Regions from separate parts of the Mus musculus genome. Here region 2 is linked to region 1. The links are chromatin contacts, called in public HiChIP or PLAC-seq maps. All regions are on one chromosome and are shown on one strand. The core of a region is the stretch at or near the end of the contact, and the rest is flanking DNA. Distances in the headings are between cores, read along the strand shown. Region 1 overlaps Chd6 (chromodomain helicase DNA binding protein 6). Region 2 holds the start of 9430021M05Rik (RIKEN cDNA 9430021M05 gene).

What was found. HiChIP or PLAC-seq counts read pairs in DNA pulled down with a chosen protein or histone mark.
Region 2: a contact with region 1 is called in an H3K4me3 HiChIP or PLAC-seq map of embryonic forebrain, with 6 times the contacts expected there. The contact joins the promoter of 9430021M05Rik here to the enhancer-like site in region 1. A contact is called at or near these places in 3 of 39 promoter capture datasets (the 3T3-L1 cell line and the C10 cell line) and 2 of 115 datasets of contacts at active chromatin or transcription factors (embryonic forebrain and forebrain).

The regions. Positions count from the first base shown.
Region 1 is chr2:160,969,013-160,975,175 of GRCm38.p6, forward strand. It overlaps Chd6 (chromodomain helicase DNA binding protein 6), which reads right to left. Exons shown (of 37, transcript NM_173368.3): 28 at 1,134-1,194; 29 at 327-543. Among named protein-coding and RNA genes, the nearest start is that of Emilin3, 60 kb to the left of the region's middle. Within about 2 kb of position 3,254, at least 20 of the 459 cell types and tissues checked have an H3K27ac peak or open chromatin away from gene starts, as enhancers often do. A contact at or near this core is called in embryonic forebrain, where this site is marked.
Region 2 is chr2:162,659,470-162,665,671 of GRCm38.p6, forward strand. It overlaps 9430021M05Rik (RIKEN cDNA 9430021M05 gene), which reads left to right and starts at 1,694. Exons shown (of 4, transcript NR_033569.1): 1 at 1,694-1,957; 2 at 2,252-2,327. It overlaps Ptprt (protein tyrosine phosphatase, receptor type, T), which reads right to left and starts at 1,678. Exons shown (of 31, transcript NM_001291150.1): 1 at 1,331-1,678. The coding sequence starts at 1,430.

The sequences.
Region 1 (6,163 bases), core at 2,004-4,503:
GTTGTTACAAGAATCAGGGAATTTGAAATATGGCATAACATATATCAGTATGGTGTTTTAAAGCTATGTTCTCAGAAACTGGGGTCTGACTTCAGGAATAATACAAGTTAGAAAGTCTTATATCTAGGCATTGTGCACAGAGGGTCTTAGATCTATTTGCCTCCCTATTCACCATTGGAGGCTGTGGTTAAGAAATTCTGAAGGCAGTCTGTCACCTGGGACTGCTCAGAATTTCTTAACTCATGTACCTCCAGCTACTAGCCTTTCCCTTGTCCCCTTTACCCAGTGACCACTTATCTAAAATGCTTTCTTGCCCCGACTGTTACCTTTTTTGGGCTTCCTTGTTGATGAGGTCCATTTCTGAAGTTCTCCTGAACACTTCCTCCTGAACCCAGTATCCTTGGTTACCTGGGCCTAAGATTTCAGGTCTGCATAGCTCCTTGCGGTTGCAGCGCTGGTAAATAGTGACCAGACGCCTGAGTCGAGCAGTGAGGGCAGAGGAAACTGGCCAGGGTGATTTGTCTGGGTCGGAGCCATCCTGGGCTTCAAACATCAGTGAGGACATTAGTATTTACACAGGCAAATGCAACAAGAGGGTCTTTCCTTGTTTGTTTAAACACAAAGAAACAGGCTTAGTGGTTTACAACAGCTGCTTTAACATCAGTCAGGAGCCAGGCTAGTGGGAAAGGCAACAATTTTGCTTTAAAAACAGCTTTGCATTGTGGTCAGTGCTGTTCTTGCTCAAATGCACACCTCTTTCTGGAGGGCAGAGTCACTCTACAGAAAGGAAAGAGCAAAATTCTGTTGCCTTCTTCACAGTCATGGCTTCTATGCAGCTGACCCTTCCAACTACCAAAGCTCCAGTCAAGATTAAACTGAGATACAAAACACCCCACACCAGTGAGATTACAGTCCCTTCTTTACTGGTCAGATTATGTCCTGAAGACAGCGCTTGTGTAACTTTTGCATCTGATATTAGCTGGAGGAACTCAGAGACATGTGTCACTCTAGGGAAGCTTAATACAGGTCAACTTACTTTTAAATCTCCTTAAAGATAGCATTGATTTATATAAACTTCACAGTAACTACAAACTGGGACCTTACTTTTCTTTGCCTGCAGGACACAGTCTCACCTGCCTGGCTGTCATCCTTCTTTTCACCAAAAATGCCATCACTTCCATCACTGGGACTCGCCTAGGGATAAATGAAGCCATTGCATCAGCGAAACTGCAGCCCAGAAGAAACCACTGAGAAAGGCCCTGCTGCAAAGACTATGCATGCACAGAAAAGCCTCTGGACATCGTAAGACCCAGACAGGCCTCACAACCAAAGCTCACTTAGGCAGTTCCTCTCACACGCCCTCCCCCAGAGCTTCTTCCCACAGAGAATCAGGTTAAGGGATGGGAAACTCAATTACTATTTATAAGCACCATTTCTGTTTTAGCTGTGAATTTAAATATCTGCTTTGCCACCACTACTTGCAATTTAATACTGTCATCTCACAAAGAGCATTTCTGTTTTTCACTGTGAAAAAGTCAGGGTATCGCTCATTATGGAAACGGACACTATTTTTTATAAAGCATGACTGCTCCAGACATGGGTCCCAATGGTGTAACTTAAAATTAACATCTGAAGCTCCAAACCAACCTGGAGTAAGAGCAGAAGCACAGAGTTTGTGACGTCAGTGCACTAATGAAATCGGCTGAACAGACGGCTTCATTAGCTTTGTCCTGTCTCAAAGTAAAACTTTACAAATGCTCTTTACAAAGGATGATTTGGGACTGGGAAAGGAGATGCCCAAGTTAAGAATGTTCTACTTGCCAGAAGATATGAAACAGGAAGACTCTGAGAGTGAGTGAAGTGTCTAGGAGAGTCACTGCTGGTGTTTATTGAAAGCACTTGTTGGCTCCTGGACAGGAGACAGGTGCTCTGACACAGTGAAGGTGGATAGACACACAGAGCTTCCAATAGTTAAAACTTAAAACATTCTTTTAGGCCCTGAAGCCATGTATGGACCCAGGAGAGAAAACCCTAGAGAAAGTGCAGAGAAAGAAGTCCATTTTCTGAATATGGATTTCTCCTGTGTAGAATGGGGGTGACAAAACCCTTCACACGGCCCCTCTACTTATTCCAACTATCTCACAGGTCCAGACAACTGCCCCAGGAGGCTGAGTCACTCAGGGTCTCAGGCTATAACATGGGCCTCGAATACAGGTAGTCTGATTTGAGGACCAAGTTATCTAAGAAAGGGAACCAAGAGAGTTCCAGAAAAAAATTGGCTTTGGAGGTGAAAAGACACTTAGGACTGGGGAGCACTAGCTAAGCTGCCTTCTACTGCCCAGAACTGTTTCCTACTATTTAACAGAGCAGAAAATGAGGATGATCTATGATGCCATTTTGAAATGGCATCAAAAAGTGCCTCCGCATCCTACTCTTTAGGCAGGTGAACAAAACTAAAAAGTCCTACTACATCTTGTCTGTCTGTCTTCCAGCCAACAAGAGCCTTTAGATGTGGCTAGAACCTCTGTGAGGTACTTTGAATGCTGACATTTTTAAGGATAGATACTGGCAGGGGAAAATACTCTACAGCATACAAAGCTTGGGTGGCAGAGTGTACCAGCCTATCAAGCAGAGGGAAACATTCCCTCTGAAGGCATAATGGCAGCTGACAAGGGCTTGTCCACAGCTACAGGCTCCCAGTGTGGTGTGAGGTCAGCACACAGTTTTCTCCTCCAGTCTATCCAGCAGTTTCTGCTGGTGCATTTAGTAAACGTGAATAATCCTTGAGTAAACACTCACATAGGAAAGTTCTTGGTATGAATAAGTGCTTTTTCCTGTATCCCATCTTTTGTAAAGCATTTATCATCAACAGAATGACAGAACATGGCCAAGTAACCAGATGAATGTGAGTTTGATGCACAGGAAGCCAATAGTTGTGGGTACACAGAAGGTCTTACAGCTGAGCTCACAGTTTAACATGGAACACCATTTTCTACTTACAAGGGAAAGACATGTTCATCTAAGAAATGAGTTGACTTCAGGTAAGGGGTCCAGAGTGCTGATGACAAAGGGACAGACAGAACACAATTTCTCCATCCTGAGAACAAAGCCTCTGTTCTTTGGCTTTGGGCAAAATGGCTCCTTCTCTCTAAGGTGCTTTTCTTCTTTTTGAAAATGGAGAAAGTAATACTCAGCTTATTACAGGGTGGCTGTGGAGTATAATGAGCAATCTATGTGCTGGCACAAAGCCAATGCATTAATAGCTGGTAGCTGGGAGGAGGGAATATTAACAGACACTTAGCATTTCTCCTTTGCCTGGAGTATATGTCCTTATGTAGAGGATTACCAACAGTAGTAACAGCACCACTGGGGTCTACTGAGTCTAGGGAAGAAACTGCTGCACAGGCTGCAGTCAATACTGCGGAAGAATTTTTAAAAACGTATTGTTAGCAACCAGTGTTAGACAGCCGGAGAAAGTGTGGAGCAGGGAAGTCGCTTAAGCTAATCATCAATGGTGATGAAACTCAGGTTCAGAAGTGACCTCTGAGGGGCTTGTGAGTGCAGTGTAGCTCTGCGGGTGAGTGAACACACTGTGCTCCCTCCAAGGTAATGCCGGCAGCGGAAGGTGGCACAGCTATGTACATGGTATTTCCCTACTGAGGAGTGAGGTACATTTATTTCCTTACTTAAAACTAGAAGGCCTAGTCTCCTCTGTGCATGGCTGCTCCCCCTGCCCCCCATTTTGTCTTGGTTGAGGTGGCAGTGGCAGTGCAGACTTGGGAGGGATCTCTGGATTCAGGGGATTTCTCCTATGCCCTTACCAAACCCCAGTGTCAACACAGCAGTTGGCCAGATAATGAGTAAAGTGCTAGGCTCCAGGACTAACAGTGGAAACATCAGAAGAGTTAGTCCTGGGGACTCTGTCTGGTGAGTGAAAGACAAGCAGTGGCTATGCACGCAGTACCAAAGGCAACATAGAACATCAACCAGGGACTGCTGGGACGGGTCTAAGAGGTGATTCTCGAGCTAGACACTGAAAAAAAGTAAAGGAGTCTGCAGAACACAAGGATCTCTGTATACAGGTAACAAAAGGTCTGAAGTCAGAATCAAAAAGACCCTGCTGATGTTTTCATTTTGCAAGAAAATCAAGGTTCCTACTTTTGCATAAACTTTGTGTACAAAGTAGATATAAAACCAAATGTCATAAAGCTCAGGTGTCTTATTACAGAGCCTGCAGGAGCAGATAGGGGACAGTTTAGTTTGCTTAGGATTTATGTAGCTGACTGAGACTGTGCTCTAATTCCGGACAAAGGGGAAAGAATGATGCCTGTTTGTAAGTACGATAAAATTTACATACAATTAATACTGAGTTTAGGGTATCTTTCTTTGTTTTTGTTTGTTTTTTGAGAACCCTAGACAGGGTTTCTCTGTGTAGCCCTGGCTGTCCTGGAACTCACTCTGTAGACCAGGCTGGCCTCGAACTCAGAAATCCGCCTACCTCTGCCTCCCAAGTGCTGGGATTAAAGGAGTGCGTGCGCCACCACTGCCCGATGAATTTAGAGGATCTTAACCCACAAGAAATGGGTTCTTGTTCAGTTCCAGACTAAAGGTTCCTTACAGCAGGATTTGACCATTTACGTCATAAAATGTCCTTCCAAGTCTTTTCTCCTCCTTCTCCCTGATCGTCCATTGGCCACAATGTCACCCTATCACTGCTTTCCTATTTCAGAAAGCACCCAAGCCCCAGTCTCGCCACTGCAGCCAGAGCTGCAGACAGCAGAGACAGCACTTGCCACACAGTACTGTGCTAACAAAAGACAGCACTTGCCACACAGTACTGTGCTAACAAAAGCTGCTTCATTACTTCTTGTTTTGTTAACAGAGGTGTTACCTTCCCAACGTGCATAGCATGTGATAAACACTGTTAATGATTCTGGGTTTGAGACCATTCCAAGCACAGATATTCTTAAAACTGTGTGTGGTTCATACAACAACCCAGCTTCTGAACTTTGAACCTTGTAGCTGGCAACTGTTTTCTGATCAAAAGTATCACAGATGAGAATGGGATTGTGTGTGTGTGTGTGTGTGTGTGTGTGGTAGCTAATCATACTCTAATGAGTGCCCACCTGGAGTACATGCTCAGCACCGAGCAGTAATAACACCACTTTCCCACATGGGACATAAACTTTTCAAGAACTTATTTTCCTGTGTTGCAAAGGCTTGAGACACAGTGAACTGAAGGGAATCAGAAAACAAAAAGCTCAGAGAGAATGTATGCAAATACTAAAGAACAGAACAGAACTGAATGTAACTGTGTGATCAGGAGAGTGGAGACTCTGGCTCTAAGTAGAATCATCAAAGGGCAGTGCTGTGCAAACTTCCGATCCATGAAACATTCTGAGTCAGAACCCATGGCATTTGCCAGACACATCTGCTCAAAGACAACATCTGCTCAAACGGCCTTTGGCTCCTGGGCATGCACACACACCTGGTAAGCATTTAAGACCGTCCCTATCAGAAAACAGGAGAGAGGAGGAAGAAAAACCCTGAAAACCACTTTTATCTAACAGGAAAAATAGCATATGACAAAATTCAACAGCTATTTATGATAAAAACTCAGGAACTAGAATTATGGAAATGCCTTTTATTTCTGATAAAGTGACCTAACAAAAATAATCTACTATTATTATTATTATTATTATTATTATTATTATTATTATTTTGGTTTTTTTCCGAGACAGGGTTTCTCTGTATAGTCCTGGCTGTCCTGGAACTCACTTTGTAGACCAGGCTGGCCTCGACTCAGAAATCTGCCTGCCTCTGCCTCCAAAGTGTTGGGATCAAAGGCGTGCGCCACCACTGCCTGGCTAGTATTATTTTTATAATAAGAATTAAGGGGCTGGAGAGATGGCTCAGTGGTTAAGAATACTGACTGTTCTTCCAGAGGTTCTGAGTTCAATTCCCAGCACCCACATGGTGGCTCACAACCATCTGTAATGGGATCTGATGGCCTTTCCTGGTGTGTCTGAAGCCAGCTACAGTGTACTCATATATATAAAATAAACAAATAATTATTTAAAAAAATAAAAATGCATTAAAGAGACTTACTTATTTTATGTTTCTGAATATTTTGCTTCCATGTATGTATATGAACCACATGAGT
Region 2 (6,202 bases), core at 444-2,943, 1.7 Mb after region 1:
CGAGGGAAACAAGAGCCTTGAAGCATCTTCAGAATGATGTTGCGGCCGTCTCTTTTCTCCCCCTCTTGTCCCAGCCTTTCAGCTTCAGACACCTCAAAAAGAGTGGCCTCCTTGCTCAACTTCGCTGGCACGAAAACAAGCTGTTCCTTCCCATACATCCTGTGTCCAGTTTCCATTTTAACATCAAGTCAGGGAAGAAAACCTAAGACATTTCTAACGGAATGTCACTCCGGCGGTTCTTCCTCTCAAAAGCAGCCTGTTTAGAGACTTCCATCAGGCTCACTGCCTTTCTTTCCCTTTCTTCCTCCCCTGATTTCTTATGTGAGCACAGCTGTTGCTTAGCAATCCAAAAAGAACCCTTTCCTAAGTTCCGCTGACATGCCTCAACGTGCCCCCCGCCCCCGACCCCGACCAGCGACAGCAGCTCAGTGTGGTCACTCCTAAACCAAAGGTGCTAAGAAACTTCGAGGTGATTTTGAACTTGGAGGTATCCCTCCCCACCTCTCCTTCCCTCTTTAAGGGACTCACGGAAGGAAGCCCTACCAGTGGGGTTTTAGTGATGAGAGAGACCCTCGGTAGTGGTCTCTTCAGCTCAGTCGCCACTAAGAAGACACTAGACACACTCTGGGGAACTAGCTACCTGCCCATGGGCAAGCCGAAAGACGAGTGTCCCGAAGTTTTCAGAAGCCCACTAGCTCACTGATCAAAGCCACTGCACTTAAAGGGCCTTAGCAGGGTACCCATTACTCTGGACAGAGCCACGAGGTGAGGTGAGGGTTTAGCCGAGTGGGTCATTCACAAGAACACTCCCATGGGAAGTCCCAGCTGCTAAGGGCTCGCTAAGGGGAGCGGCGTGTTTAGAACAACACTGGATGATCTTCAGTGTCTCCCAGGAGAAAGGAAAAGCCACCGCCCTGGCAGCCTGGGCCTGCTAGGGACCTGTGCTCCCCACTCCAAGAGCGCGCAGCCCAGGAAGCTGCCCGGGTGACAGTGCTCCGCGCCGGGCGAGAAGCGGCGCCTCCTCCCTCCACCCCGAAACACTCGAGTGACAGGTTCCGACAAGTGGGAGGCAGCAAGTGGAAATATTCGCAACAGCCGCGCAAAGTTACTCCCGCCCGGGGGTGGGGGGGAAGCGGCAGGAAAGTAAGGCGACGAGGGGCCAGGGGGGGACCTGGAGCGGGACTGGGCACGCCTGGACACAGCAGCTGCGTCCGGAGGTTGGGACGGGACTCCCACCGGGCCCCGGCATCCCCTGGCCACGGGACCCAACTTTCTCCTCCCAGGGCTGGGGAGAGCGAAGGGGCCCGGGGAGCCCGGCGGGCGCACTCACCTGCGGCGCTCTGCGCTCCGGCGCCGGGCAACGGCGGCCGCTGCAGCCCCAGGAGCAGGAGCCGGAGCAGGCAGAGGGCGAGCCCGCCAAGGCTCCCCATCCGGGCGGCAAGCGGCTCAGCCCCTTCCCGAGGGCGCCGGGGCCGGGACTCGGGCGGGCGCGGGGCGGCCCCGCATCGCCAGCGCGGCTGCAGGCAGTGCGCGCCGCTGGGCTCCCGGGGCTGGCTCCTCTCCGGCTGCGGGAGCCGGCGCCGCTGCGCTCCGAGCCCAGGCGCGGCGCGAACTGAGGCGCGAGGCTGGGCGGGGGCGGGACGCGGGGGCCGGGGGGCGGTGTCCCCAGAGTCCTAACGCCGCCGCCGTCGCCGCCGCCCGCCCGGGCGCTCCGCCTCGGCCACGCACACACACCCTCGCGCGCACGCCCGCCCGCGCCTGGCACACGCCCGCGGCTGCCACTCGCGGGCTCCCCCACGCACCCTCTCCCGGGCTGGCCGGCTCGGGGCCGCTCGCGCACTCAAGCGCGTACACACATCGCTCTTGCACACACAGGATCTGCGGGGTATTCGCCTCTTCGCCCCGCGCCACACCACCCAGCTGAGCATCGCTTTCAGGCTACCCTGCGGGGGCGCAGGTACGAGGCGATGGGGGGAGGAGAGAAACCTGGAACAGCCTTTGAAGTAAGGGTGGGAGAACAGGTGACTGGGGGGGGGGGGGGCAGTGCGAGCAGGCAGGGGGAGGGAGAGGCCCGATCAACTCCGGACGCTACAGGGCTGTGAATTGCGGGAGGGGGATGCTTCGCAAAGCTGGGGACAGCTGTTGAAGGGTCTCCTGCACACCCTAAAATTCTCTCGTATATTCATATTCTCCCTTTCTCTTTCTTTCTCTCTCCCTTTCCCTCCCTCTTTCCTCATCCCCTATCATCTAGTCAGCAGTCCAGCACAGCCGACCTTAATCACAACACATCTCTTTCTCTTGTCCCTAACCCCGCCCTACACACACAGGTGTGGGAATCTCTCCCCCTTCTCTAGCTGCCTCCCCTGTTCTCCCTTTCAGAGAGAAATGGAGCTTTCCCCCTTTTGCTTCCTGGTCTGAACAAAGACCTGGCTGGGGCTGAAGGCCTAAAGACATAGATCACTGGGCAGTGCCTGCCACAGCCCACAGGCCTGCCACCAGGGGAGGGATGTGAGCCTTGTATATAAAGGCCTTCGATAAGGACACCCAAAGATGCTGAAGGGATTCCTACTTTGTAAACACTTTACTGCCTGCCCAAAGCCCTCCTTCGGTTTAACAAAGTGTTTCCCCCTCCCCATTCCACTCCCTTGTTGGAGTCCCAAAGGACTGAACCGGACAGACAGACCATTAGGAGTCATATGGAAGTCAAACACAGCCAGCATCTCCAAAAGTGGGGCACCAGGGGCTCTGGGTTGGAGTTGCTTTGGCAGAGCCTCACTGGTACCCCAGCTCTGCCGAGGTGGACGTTTTTTATTGAACACCAGCCCATTTATTTCTCTCAGCCCACACTTGTAATTCCAGGCAAATGCTTCCACCTGGCTCTGAACGACCTCCCTCCACCTCCACAGCCTCCACTTTTCTCAAGATAAACACAGGGGCCAGCCCATTGCATGGCCAAGCACCTCCCACACTTCCCTGGTCAAAGCACTCTCCCAGGGGAGAGGACCCCTCCCCCCCCCAAAAAAAAGAAAACCCTGCTGCTTAGCCCTCACTCCAGGGAATAGGGTTTGTGCTCTGGGGGGTTTTGGGGGGGGGGGGAGTGGCGGGAGCCTGGGAGTTAGACCTCTTGCAAGCTACCTTGCAGGTCCTTAAATTTTTTACTAATATTGACAGTGCACTTGACTGGGCAGTCATAGCCTTGGCTGTTCTCTGGTGACACAGGATGATTGCCCCCCTGGGAACAATAGGAATAGAAGATCCCTTCAGCTCAGAGCTAAACTGCCCAACTGTTTGATCCAGCCCATGTCTATCCAGGCCTAGCCTTAAGTTAATGAGTTAGAGTGCAGCCTCTAAGAAGAAACATGACTCCAGCCCACAGCTGTGATTGTCCTGGCTGATGGGAGACTGGGGGGGGGGGGGGGGGGGGCTCTGACCCAGGAGAGGAATAGGAGGTCTCTAAGCCACTAAGTAGTTTGGTGTAACTTGTCAGGGTTCCCCTGAGTGCCTGCCAATCCGTCCCCTCTCTCAGGCATTCTAAGGATAAAATAGCGGTTCTCGGGACATCTTCTGGGCTCTCACCATCCCTCAGCTCCTGAGCCCATGCTACAGGATGTTATTTATCACTGTAGCCAAAACTCCAAAATCCGAATGGGGATCGCATGGCCCCAAGGAAAGTCATCTTGTTTCTTGGTGAGCGACTAGCAGAATGTGACCTGATCACAGCAGCAGGTCTTGCTTGCCCAGCTGCAGGGTCTCAAACCAGCACCCTCTTGGGTTTGGTCTGGAGCTGTAGTTCCCAGGCCCTGTGCTCCACCTACTGACTGGTAAGCTTTGGCATCTGGCCTCACTGTCACACTGCACCAGACCAGCTCCCTCTGCCTGGAAGGGCCATCTCACATCCCTTCCCGGGTAAACTCACTTAAGTTTCTCTTTGAGGCATTTGGTCAGCAAACCTGTTGTCCTGGTCCCCTAGGTGCATCACCTAGGAGATGCTATCTCTCCACTTGTCTGTCCTAGGAGACAGTTCCCACAATGCATCTGGACGCTTCACCCAGGGCTGAGGGCAGAGGAGCTTTAAGGAAGGAGGAGGGTGGGTCCCACAAGATCAGTAATGCCCTAAAGATCTTCTCAGAACCAGCTAAAACCACCCTCTCAGAAGGCCAGGGTTCCGAGAGCTCCAGGGTCAATTCCTTACTTCCTGCATTAGCAGCTGGAGGGGGGGGGGGGGATATCTGGTTAGAGAAGAGAAACAGCCATTTGACTCCATCCACCTGCCCAGTGGGAGGGTGCTTTCCTCTTGGCTCCTAGTGCAGGGCAGGCTTTGCATCAGTGCTGAATGAAGGTAGAGCCCAGGGGGTGTCCTGTGATAGCTAGAGGGAGTGAGTACTCCACCAAGCAACCTCCAGTGCTGCTGGACCAGCAGGCCTCTCTCTCTCTCCCCCCCCCCTCTCCCTTCCCCTCCCCCTCCCTCTCATCCTCTGGGCCAGTATTCCATTTACCCTGTGGGATGCTTGGCAAACCTTTAGAAGCCTTAGTTTTCCTATCTGCATGGTGACTTCCCTTCCAACCCTAGTAGGGGTCGAAACAGGAGAATTCAGATGTTGTCTCTTTATCTGGGCAGTTTTCAAGGAAGTGGAAAATGGGATGTACCCTCTCCACAGTGAGCGACACCTGCTGTGCTCACAGTGAGCATGAGTCCAAGAGGCTGAGACTGCAGCCTGAGCAACAGGTGTGACCTATGCCCTCTGGGAGGAAGCATGTACAAAGAGAGGACAGAAAAACACACAGAGACAGGCCTCGTCTCCAGACTCCTTCTGTCCCAGTGTTTCCCAACCTGTCAGCAACCAGGAAAAGACACTCAAGGGCAAAGTGCCTCATCTACCTGTGTAGAAAGGCCAGTGGTGTGGTCCTTGATTTACCCCCATCTTATATATAAGGAGAAGGAGACTCAGGGAAAACAAAGGCCTGTGTGAAGAGATGCTGTGTCCCCTCACTTGCTGTGGGTAGCTGCACTCTTCTTTCTGGGACCCAAGAATACACTTGCTACGTTGCTTATAATTCATCATTTCAGTCTGTATCTAGCAATACTTCAAGTGTTCAGAGGCCACAAATGGTGAGTAGCAGCCGAATGCCACAGCTATAGAAACTTCTACTAACACTGCTATGGCCACGGTTGCCACGCCTCTCCAAAGTCTGACCCATTGTCTGTATTATAAAGTTTTATTGTGCCACAGACATACATAGACCTTGACACATGGATACTTTTTCATATAAACATCTGTTAACACTTTTGTACAGCAGAGGTGACCAAACCATAGGCCATGACTCACATCCAGCCCACTGCTTGATTTTGTTAATAAAGCTTTATTAGCATACAGATTCATTTATTTGGCATGTTATCTTTGCCTGCTCCTAATCTGCATAGGCAGCCACAATATTAATGTCTTTAGTTCATGGACAAAGTGTGACCTCTTTTTAGGTAAAAGTCTCATAGGACAGTCTGACAACCAACCACTGACCTAAAACTCACTTGCAAATGGGGTATCTGGACCAGGAGAATTTCTCTCCCTTCCCCTCCCCCACCTCCTCTCCCTCTCTCCTGTGAACATATCTCAATACAAGTTTTCAGGCCCCACCCTAACCCTATGGAAACACTGGAGGTAGAACCCGGAAATCTTCGAGTTAGACAGCCTTGCCAGGTGATTCCGATAGGAGCTTGAGTTTGGAACCCACGTTATAACACATTCCTGAAGGAAGTTCCAGGAACTGGCACAGCTAGGATGCTTGTGGGCTTTCATGGGTGATGGAAGACTTTGAAACAATGTCAGAGGCAGCGAGGCCATACGCTGCTTGCTCTTTCTGTAGTGAAACCTCTGACAGCCCTAACACAGAGCCGTGCCAACCAAGAGATGCCCACGTGGATGCCCAGGCTCCACCCTCCTGAGGAGCTGTCAGCGTATTTGGAGCTGCCTCCACACATAAATTCATGGACCAGCTGTCTCTTTTAATCTGGTTGCAAGATGAAACCATTAATAGATGTCAGACACATTGGCAATGATCTCTTCATTAATAATTTCCTCCTTTCTGAGGAAAAAAAATTAGTAACAAGCAACCATCAATAATTCAGAAATACAAGTTAACCTTTCTATTAGCAGAGTCACCGTGCGCACAGTGCAAACTCAGAGCCAGGAGTTCTGACTTGAGT